Linked DNA regions of Sus scrofa: region 2 is linked to region 1. A link is a contact called in public HiChIP or PLAC-seq data. All regions are on one chromosome and are shown on one strand. Each heading gives the region's core, a stretch centred on a gene start, on an enhancer-like site or on the middle of the called end of the contact. The rest is flanking DNA. Distances are from core to core; before and after follow the strand shown. Region 1 overlaps TET3 (methylcytosine dioxygenase TET3). Region 2 has its middle 27 kb from the start of ACTG2.

What was found. HiChIP or PLAC-seq counts read pairs in DNA pulled down with a chosen protein or histone mark.
Region 2: a contact with region 1 is called in an H3K27ac HiChIP or PLAC-seq map of alveolar macrophages. The contact joins two enhancer-like sites. A contact is called at or near these places in 1 of 47 Hi-C or Micro-C datasets (retroperitoneal adipose tissue) and 1 of 2 datasets of contacts at active chromatin or transcription factors (alveolar macrophages).

Annotation. Positions count from the first base shown.
Region 1 is chr3:68,940,949-68,945,223 of Sscrofa11.1, reverse strand. It overlaps TET3 (methylcytosine dioxygenase TET3), which reads left to right. Exons shown (of 12, transcript XM_021087365.1): 5 at 2,399-2,451; 6 at 2,454-2,491. Among named protein-coding and RNA genes, the nearest start is that of BOLA3, 60 kb to the right of the region's middle. Within about 2 kb of position 2,738, at least 2 of the 83 cell types and tissues checked have an H3K27ac peak or open chromatin away from gene starts, as enhancers often do. A contact at or near this core is called in alveolar macrophages, where this site is marked.
Region 2 is chr3:69,146,251-69,150,531 of Sscrofa11.1, reverse strand. No RefSeq gene overlaps it. Among named protein-coding and RNA genes, the nearest start is that of ACTG2, 27 kb to the right of the region's middle. Within about 2 kb of position 1,876, at least 14 of the 83 cell types and tissues checked have an H3K27ac peak or open chromatin away from gene starts, as enhancers often do. A contact at or near this core is called in alveolar macrophages, where this site is marked.

The DNA of each region.
Region 1 (4,275 bases), core at 1,489-3,988:
TTTTCTTTTCCAATTACAAAAATAAAACCTGTCTATAAAAGGTCTTAAAAAAAAAAAAAAGTCTAGAGTGAATAAAGCTCTCTAGTAATTATCTTTCCCAGAAGAAATTTTATTTTAAAAGTTTGATGCTTTTTTTTTTTTTTGTCTTTTTTTTTTTTTTTTTTTTTCAGCGCTGCACCCAGGGCATACGGAGGTTCCCAGGCTAGGGGTCGAATCGGAGCTGTAGCCGCTGGCCTACGCCAGAGCCACAACACCAGATCCGAGCCACATCTGCAACCTACACCACAGCTCATGGCAATGCCAGATCCTTAACCTACTGAGCGAGGCCAGGGATTGAACCCGCAGCCTCATGGTTCCTAGTTGGATTCATTTTCACTGTGCCACAATAGGAACTCCTAAAAGTTTGATTCTTACCTTTCTATTTTTAATAAGCATTTACAAAGATACATATATGTATATAGAGAAATTTTGAACAAAACAGAATCAAATGCACTGTATTCATGTTTGTAGCTGCTTTTTCCTTCCACTTAATTTCTTTCATGTCACTACATAAAATTCTGTAGAATTCTTTTTTTGGCCACATGGTTTTTCCATTGTATGAAAATTCATTTTGTTATATTTATTATGTTTCATTTCACCAGTCCTATACTGCACATTTAAGTTGTTTCTAAATGTTCTCATGTTGATGCAGCAATGAATATCTTGTTCCTAAATCTTGGCGAATTTGTATTGTTACTTCTTTTTTTTTTGGCCATATCCACAGCATGTATAAGTTCCCAGGCCAGGGATCAAATCTGAGCCACAGCTACAGCCTGTGCCATGGCTGCAGCAACACTGGATCCTTAATCCACTGCACCGGGACCAGGAATCAAACTGCATCTTTAACCCTCTGCGCCACAGTGGGAACTCCCTGTACAGTTATTTATGAATTAATAGAGATTCCTAGAAGTGGAGTGGGTGAGATAAAGAACTATGTGGCACTGTATATGCATTTATGTAAAGAATATGGATAACAGCAACAGCTATGATAACATTACCCTCTATTAAATAGTATGTTACAACAATATGCCATGACCAAATTGGATTTGTTACAGAAATGTAAGGACAGTTTGATTTAGACAGTCTATTAAAATACCATACCATAGTAATTGGCCAAAGGAGAAAAACCATTGGGTCATCCATGTCCTTAGATCCTAAAAAACATATTTGATAAACAATTCTTGATTAAAAATCCTCAGAACAGGAAACTCTTATTAGTAGAGCCCCTCACAGTAAGGGGAAGCTCTGTCTCTATCCCCAAGTCAGCGAGCTTCATGTGCAGCGATGAATAGTTAGAAACATTTCCAGTGAAGTGGGAAATAAGCAAAGCTAACACTTTGGAAGTGCTGGCCTCTCCAGACAGGCTGAGATAGAGGCATAGGAGAGGAAGAAGTGGCAAATAACCATTATTCGCAGATGGTATGATATTGTACTTGAAACCAAAAAACTTAAAAAATAAGGCAGTTCAGCAAGATGGCTGTTGACATTATTAAGAATAGTTAATGTTTATTGGGTTCCTCCCTGAAGCCAGGAACGTCAGAGTACTTTGATACACTCCCTGTGGATTATCTTGCTTGATCTTTTCCCAACCATTTTTATCCCCATTTTATAGATGAGGAAACTGAGGCTGAGAGTTTAGTCATTTGGCCACAGTCCTGTAACAAGAAAGCGGCTGGGCTGTCTTTCAGACTGGCTCTCTGACTTGCAGGGCTGCACTTGAACTGCCCCAGGGAGCTGTGTGGCCTCGGGCAGCTCAGTTCCGTTCTGGGGGCCTCAGCTTCCTCACCTCAGAACATGGTGCAGTTACCTCGATGCTTTCAGAATCCTGGAGTGTGTATGTGCACGGGTGTGAGGGCCAGGGATGGGGCACGCGCAGGAACCAGGCGTGTTTACTGTCCAAGGAAATCGTGAGGCAGTTTGTACATAGGTTCACCTCCCTCGACCTCAGCTGTCTGACCTCATCTGTGCAAGTGTCAGTTGGGAATTGTTGAAAGAGAATAATAAGGGTTTCTCCGTTTCTTTTCTTTTGTCTGTGGCATTTTATTGAATTTATAACTAACCCTCGGGGTGACTTAGCTAACAGGGCTGGATGCACATGCCTGTGTTGAGCCTCTGGTATGAGTGCCCTTCCTGGAGGCTCCTAAGTCATAGTCAGAGACCTTCTGCCTGGGTCTCTGACCGGAGGCCCTGGGAGGCCGTAAGTGGAGCTGTGACCCCAGAGGCTCTAACACAGAGGAAGCATGTAAACCTGTCTCTCCCATCTCTGTTGCCCCGCAGTCTCGAGAGGCTTGCCTTCGTACCGGGAGTTCTCTCCTTTGGGCTTCTACTTGCTAATGGTGGCTTCTGTCTCCCTCTCCAGGTACGGAGAGAAGGGGAAGGCCATCCGGATCGAGAAGGTCATCTACACGGGGAAGGAGGGAAGAGCTCACGTGGCTGCCCCATCGCCAAGTGGGTACGTGTCAAGGCTCTGCAGCCCAGGGTGGGCTGAGGAGTGGGGAGTAGACGCACACTCTGTCCAGGGAGCCGGGAGCCGGCATCTGGCTGGTGGGGGTCACCTATGGCTAGCTGCACCTCTGGGTCCCCGTTGTGTTTAAATGCCAGCCCCTTGATGTCGAGGCGCCCTCTGGTCATTAGGCGCAGCCCCCATTGTTCAGGGCTGCAGGGGAAGGAAAAGGGGAAGCCAGAGATGTCCTCTTGCTCAAGGCTGGGCCCCGCCTCGGGCCCTGTGACTCCTCTGCCCCTCTGCGTGCCCTGGAGCTGGGCGGCATTCCTATCTCCTGTCCACAAGAACTAGGCCTCCGGGCAGGATCAGGGGCAGTAGTGCATCCGCCTTACTTCTGAGCCGCCGTTTGCTGTAAGGCAGCCTTCGTGTCTTAGCAGGGGCACTGTTGGTGACTCAGACCCCACTTTCACCCAGAGTATTCTGACCTTGCCTTTCTAGTTCTCATAGAGCACTTTAGAACCTCTGCAGAACCAGCGCCCAGAGCAGCAAAGCTATCAGGTAGCTATTTGCTCAGCACTGTGCTAGGTGTGTGGGAGGGAGAATATGCATGGAAAATAGGCGGCTTGGTCCCTGCATGCAAGCTGCTTATGATGCAGTGACACAGGACATAAGATCGTGGAGACTGAGTAGAGGTTTAACATTGACAGAGGCCGACTAGGTGCAGTAGCGTTCAGGGACAAGGGGCGTACATGGCAAGAGGAACGTTCAGGCTGGGTTTCCCAGAGAAGGTGGACCTTAAATGAGCAGTGAGAAGGTAGAGGCATTCCCCGTGAGGAGAGTCACGTGGGCAGAGGCAGAAAGGCTGGGCTTACATACACTTTGTGTGAGAGATGGTGGTGAGATGACCTCTGACAGCCTCTGTCCATCTGTGCAATGCCCATTTTTATCTGTCAGTACCTCCATGCCTTTGCACCTTTGTGATTAATGAAAATAAAAAATGCCTGGGAATTCCCATTGTGGCTCAGTGGGTTAAGAATCCATCTAGTATCCATGAGGATGTGGGTTTAATTCCTGGCCTCACTCAGTGGGTTAAGGATCTGATGTTGCCGTGAGCTGTGGTGTAAGTCGCAAATGAGGCTTGGATCCCTTGTTGCTGTGACTGTAGCATAGGCCAGCAGCTGCAGCTCTGATTCAACCCCTCACCAAGGAACTTACATGCTGCAGGTGCCCCAAAAAAAAAAAAAAAAAGGCCTGACCCTGAACTACCACATATCTATTTGTAGCAGTTTTCAGACAGTAGCTCAGAATGATATACAAAATCTGTAGTACCTAAGAGTATTCATAAGTATGAGGAAGCATGTTGTCCCCACCCCTGTGAAAGATGGTCATTACAATGGGAGGTTGACTATGTCTGTGGCTGATCAGGGTGGGTGCTGTCCTCTCAGAGCACCCATCAGAGAAATGACACCTGTCCCTTTTTCCTGGTAATTCATACAGATGTTGAGGAATTCTAAAGTCTTGGGCAAGAAATGGAAGTTCCTTGGGGCGCAGATAGAGCTAGGGACTTTTCAGCCTCAGAAACAGTTGGCACCTTAAAGAAAGAAAACAGCTGGCTGTGTGGAAGGCATGGAGGATGAGACTATGCATTCCCAGCCCCTGGATACCCATGGTGAAGCGTCGACTCCTGACTGGTGCTTGTGTGTGTGTCTCTGTCGGGGGCGGAAGAGGAAGGGGCCCAGGTAAAGCATGAGATTAGTTCTTGGGGCTGTGAGAGGAAAGCAGAATGATGGACA
Region 2 (4,281 bases), core at 627-3,126, 210 kb before region 1:
ATTTGATAGGGATTGCATTGAATCTGGAGATTGCTTTGGGTAGTATGGCCATTTTCACAATATTGATTTTTCCAATCCATGAACATGGAATATCTTTCCATTCCTTTACATCTTCTTTGATTTCTTTGATTAAAGTTTTATAATTCTTGGCATATAAGTCCTTTACCTCCTTGGTCAGGTGTATTTCAAGGTATTTGATTTTTTGAGGTGCAATTTTAAAGGTGTATTTTTGTATTCCTTTTCTGATATTTCATTGCTGGTATATAGAAATGCAACTGACTTCTGAATGTTAATCTTATATCCTGCTACTTTGCTGAATTTATTAATCAGTTCAAGTAGTTTTTGGGTTGAGTCCTTAGGGTTTTCTATGTATAGTATCATGTCATCTGCATACAGTGACAGTTTTATCTCTTCTCTTCCTATATGGATGCCTTTTATTTCTTTTGTTTGTCGAATTGCTGTGGCTAGGACTTCCAAAACTATGTTGAATAGCAGTGGTGAGAGTGGGCATCCCTGTCTTGTTCCAGATTTGAGTGAGAAGTCATACTCTTTTGATTTGCATTTCTCTAATAATGATTGATGTTGAACATCTTTTCCTGTGTTTTTTGGTCATCCATATGTCTTCTTTGGAGAATTGTTTCGATCTTCTGCCCATTTTTTGATGGGGTTGTTTGTTTTTTTGTTATTGAGCTGTAGGAGGTATTTATAAAATTTGGAGATTAATCCCTTGTCAGATGATTTATTTGCAAATATTTTCTCCCATTCTGTGGGTTGTCTTTCAGTTTTGTTTAGGGTTTCCTTTGCTGTGCAGAAACTTTTAAGTTTAATTAGGTCCCATTTGTTTATTTTTGTTTTTACTGTCATTACTCTAAGAGGTGGATCTGAGAAGATGTTGCTATGGTTTATGTCAGAGTGTTTGGCCCATGTTTTCCTCTAAGTTTTATAGTGTCTGGTCTTATATCTAGGTCTTTAATCCATTTTGAGTTTATTTTTGTGTATGGTGCTAGGGAGTGTTCTAATTTCATTCTTTTACATGTGATTGTCCAGTTTTCCCAGCACCACTTATTGCACTGGCTGTCTTTTCTCCATTGTATATTCTTGCCTCCTTTGTCGTAGATTAGTTGGCTGTGGGTGCATGGGTTTAATACTGGGCTTTCTATCCTGTTCCACTGAACTATATTTCTGTCTTTGTGCCAGTATCATACGGTTTTGATGACTGTTGTTTAGAAATCTTTACTCCTTAATCCAGAGTTGAATGTTTTGGTTAACCTTTGCTTGCATGGCGTTAAAAGCTGGGCCTCAGCTTACAGGATATGCTTGGTATTACTCATTGTGCCTCTCGGATCTGGAATCCAGCCTTGTAACATGAATAACCATGGGATCTTGTATTGAGTCATGTGTTAGAAAGCCTGTTGGATCTGTGCCCTAACCTCCACCTTGTCGGAAACCAGCTCAACGCCTTGATTCAGACATTGTACCCTGGGCCTGTGCCACCACCCCAGTGTCCCCTTGTGCCTAAGGTCTGAATACAAGCAAGGACTCTCAGCAGAGGGAGCCAGCAGTCGAGCTCTTCTTCCAGCTGCCAAGGCAGATGGTTGTGCTGCCCAACAGGGTGGACAGAGGAAGATGTGCCTGCAATAAAGGCTGAAAGGGGAAGGTCAGAGAGGTAGGAGGAAACCAAGAGACAGTGAGGACAAGATGAGTCACTGCTATCTTGTCACTGAAACCAAGGAAAGCAACAGTTTAGAAAAGGGGAGTTTAGTGGTACCAAATGACTCAGGAGAGGTTTTCTAGGCTGAGGACCAAGGTGAATCTGGCACCTGGCAGTTAGCAAAGGTTTTCCCTGACAACCCCACCTAAAACACCTCCCTTATCACTCTACCACACCCCCTTCTTAACTGTCTGCACATAGCACTATCTTGGCTAAATTGTCCTGTTGACTTCTAGTGTGTGTATATAAAGTATATTCTGTGAAAACTGCAACTTTTTGGCTAGTTCACCCTTGTATTTTCAGCTCCCAAAATAAGCGCCTGACACTCAATAAGGTAGGAATAAATGCACAGAATTATCCAAATAAGTGGTAAAGCTTTGGGGTTGTTTTTTTTTTTTAAGGAACAGAATAGTAAATATACACACAGTTTGATTTTAAAGGCTGTACAGTTTAAAAATTAATCACAGAAGATTACCTCTTAGTAGGTACAAGAAGGAGAGGATGTGAGAAAATTAAAACTATGTATGTGGCCATTTACATAGAGATGAATAATAATGCAGTATCACAAATAAAAATTTCTGGACTTTCCAGAATGGCTATCATGTAAAAGTCTACAAATAACAAATGCTAGAGAAGGTATGGAGAAAAGGCAGCCCTCCTACACTATTGGTGGGCGTGTAAGTTCATGTGACCCCTATGGAAAACAGTATGGAGGTTCCTCAGAAAACTAAAAATTGAATTACTATATAATCCAGCAATCCCACTCTTGGGAGTATATCTGGAGAAAATTATAATTCAAGAAGATACATGCACCCCAGTGTTCATAGCAGCACTATTTACAATAGCCAAGACATGGAAACAACCTTAGTGGTGTCCACTAACACATGGGGTCCAAATTTTCCAGGATTGATCCCATAAGTTTTGGGGGAAATCTCCAAGTAGCTGTCCTCTAGTATGTGGGGTCTTTGTGACTACCCTTCATGAGTAGGGGCTGCCAAGAGATCTGGAGAACAATGGCCCCCAATGGCTCTTCTAGTCTATCAAGGTGAGATTTTGTAACTGGCTACTAGCTCTCTAGAAGGAACTGGTATTTCTCCTGCTTTTGAGATGTAAGTGATCTTCCTGGGATTTCTGGAACTTTAATCTCTAAGAGTAAAGGAGGAAAAAGATTTTAGGTGAACTATAGAAATACTTATTTTGGGAATGTCTATCTATAATAGCCTCTTCAGCTTTTGGTTAGTTTGAAACTAAACCAAGTTACATGAAGAGAATTTATTGACTGGAGTGACCGTTGTGGCTCAGTAGTTAATCAACCCAATTAGCATCCATGAGGAAGCAGATTCAATCCCTGACATCACTCAGTGGATTAAGGATCTGACATCACCATGAGCTGTGGCGTAGGTCGTAGACACAGCTCAGATCCCGTGTGGCTGTGGCTATGACATAGGCCAGCAGCTACAGCTCCAATTTGACCCCTAGCCTGGGAACATCCATAATCTGCTAGTGTGGCCCTAAAAAGACCAAAAAAAAAAAAAATAGAGAATTTATTGACTGTCTGGGTCATTTCAAATAGAATAAATTTTGGAACATTAATTGCTGAGTGGGTATAAGTACACCTATCTTTGCCTCCTTAGCAGAGGAAGACTAAAGTAGAAGTCTCCCAATTAGAAAATGCACAATTGCTTGCTTCTTGGTTTTTTTGCCTGAGATTAAGGTTGTCAAGGATTCAGATTATAATCAGTCATAATTCTAGTTATTGTAACCAAGTTTCTTTATCGATTACATTGTGATACGGTGTTGAACTGTGCCCTTTAACGTCTTTTGTCTTGCTAGAAACAGTTATTGTTTTTCTCTGATGCTTTTGCAAAAGTACTTCATCTTTAAGAGGATTCATAGGAAGGATCTTTGGACAAATAACAGGTCACTGATAAATTTCAGATAATACTGCTGAAGTGGGTAAGAAATTAAAGAATCCTAATGGAAGGCCTAATCCTGTCACAGGAAGAGAGACCCCCTTCCAGGGCCTGAGAGTGGGCTATTGTCTAACACTTGGAAATGAGTTATCTGAGGAGACACACATGCTGACAAAGCAAAAGACTTTATTGAGAAGGGGTACCTGGGCAGAGAGCAGCATGGCGAGGGAACCTAGGAGAACTCTGCCACATGGCTCACAGCCTCAAGTTTTATGGAAATAGGGTTAGTTTCTGTCTTAGCTCTGGCCAATCATCTTGCCTGGTGTGACTCAGGGTCCTTCCTGGTGGCCCGAGCTTCTCTCAGCCAAGATGGATTCCAGCGCCAAGGATCCTGGGAAGTTGGTTGTCTCCTCCCTCCTACTGGACCCTCCTGAATTCTAGTTAGTTTAGGGGGAAGCGCTGTGTTTCCTCTGGAGCCTTTCGTTGTGACTCATGCAAGCAGTTATTATCTTGCCTGGCCAAAGCAGGCAGTTTTGGTCAATAGTTCCCTAACAACTTATAAAAAGTTAACAAAAGGATTAGTTACTGAGTGAAGTGGTGAATGTGGTTATAATGTTTACGGTTTATTTTGTCTGGAACATTACTGGTTTCGATCTG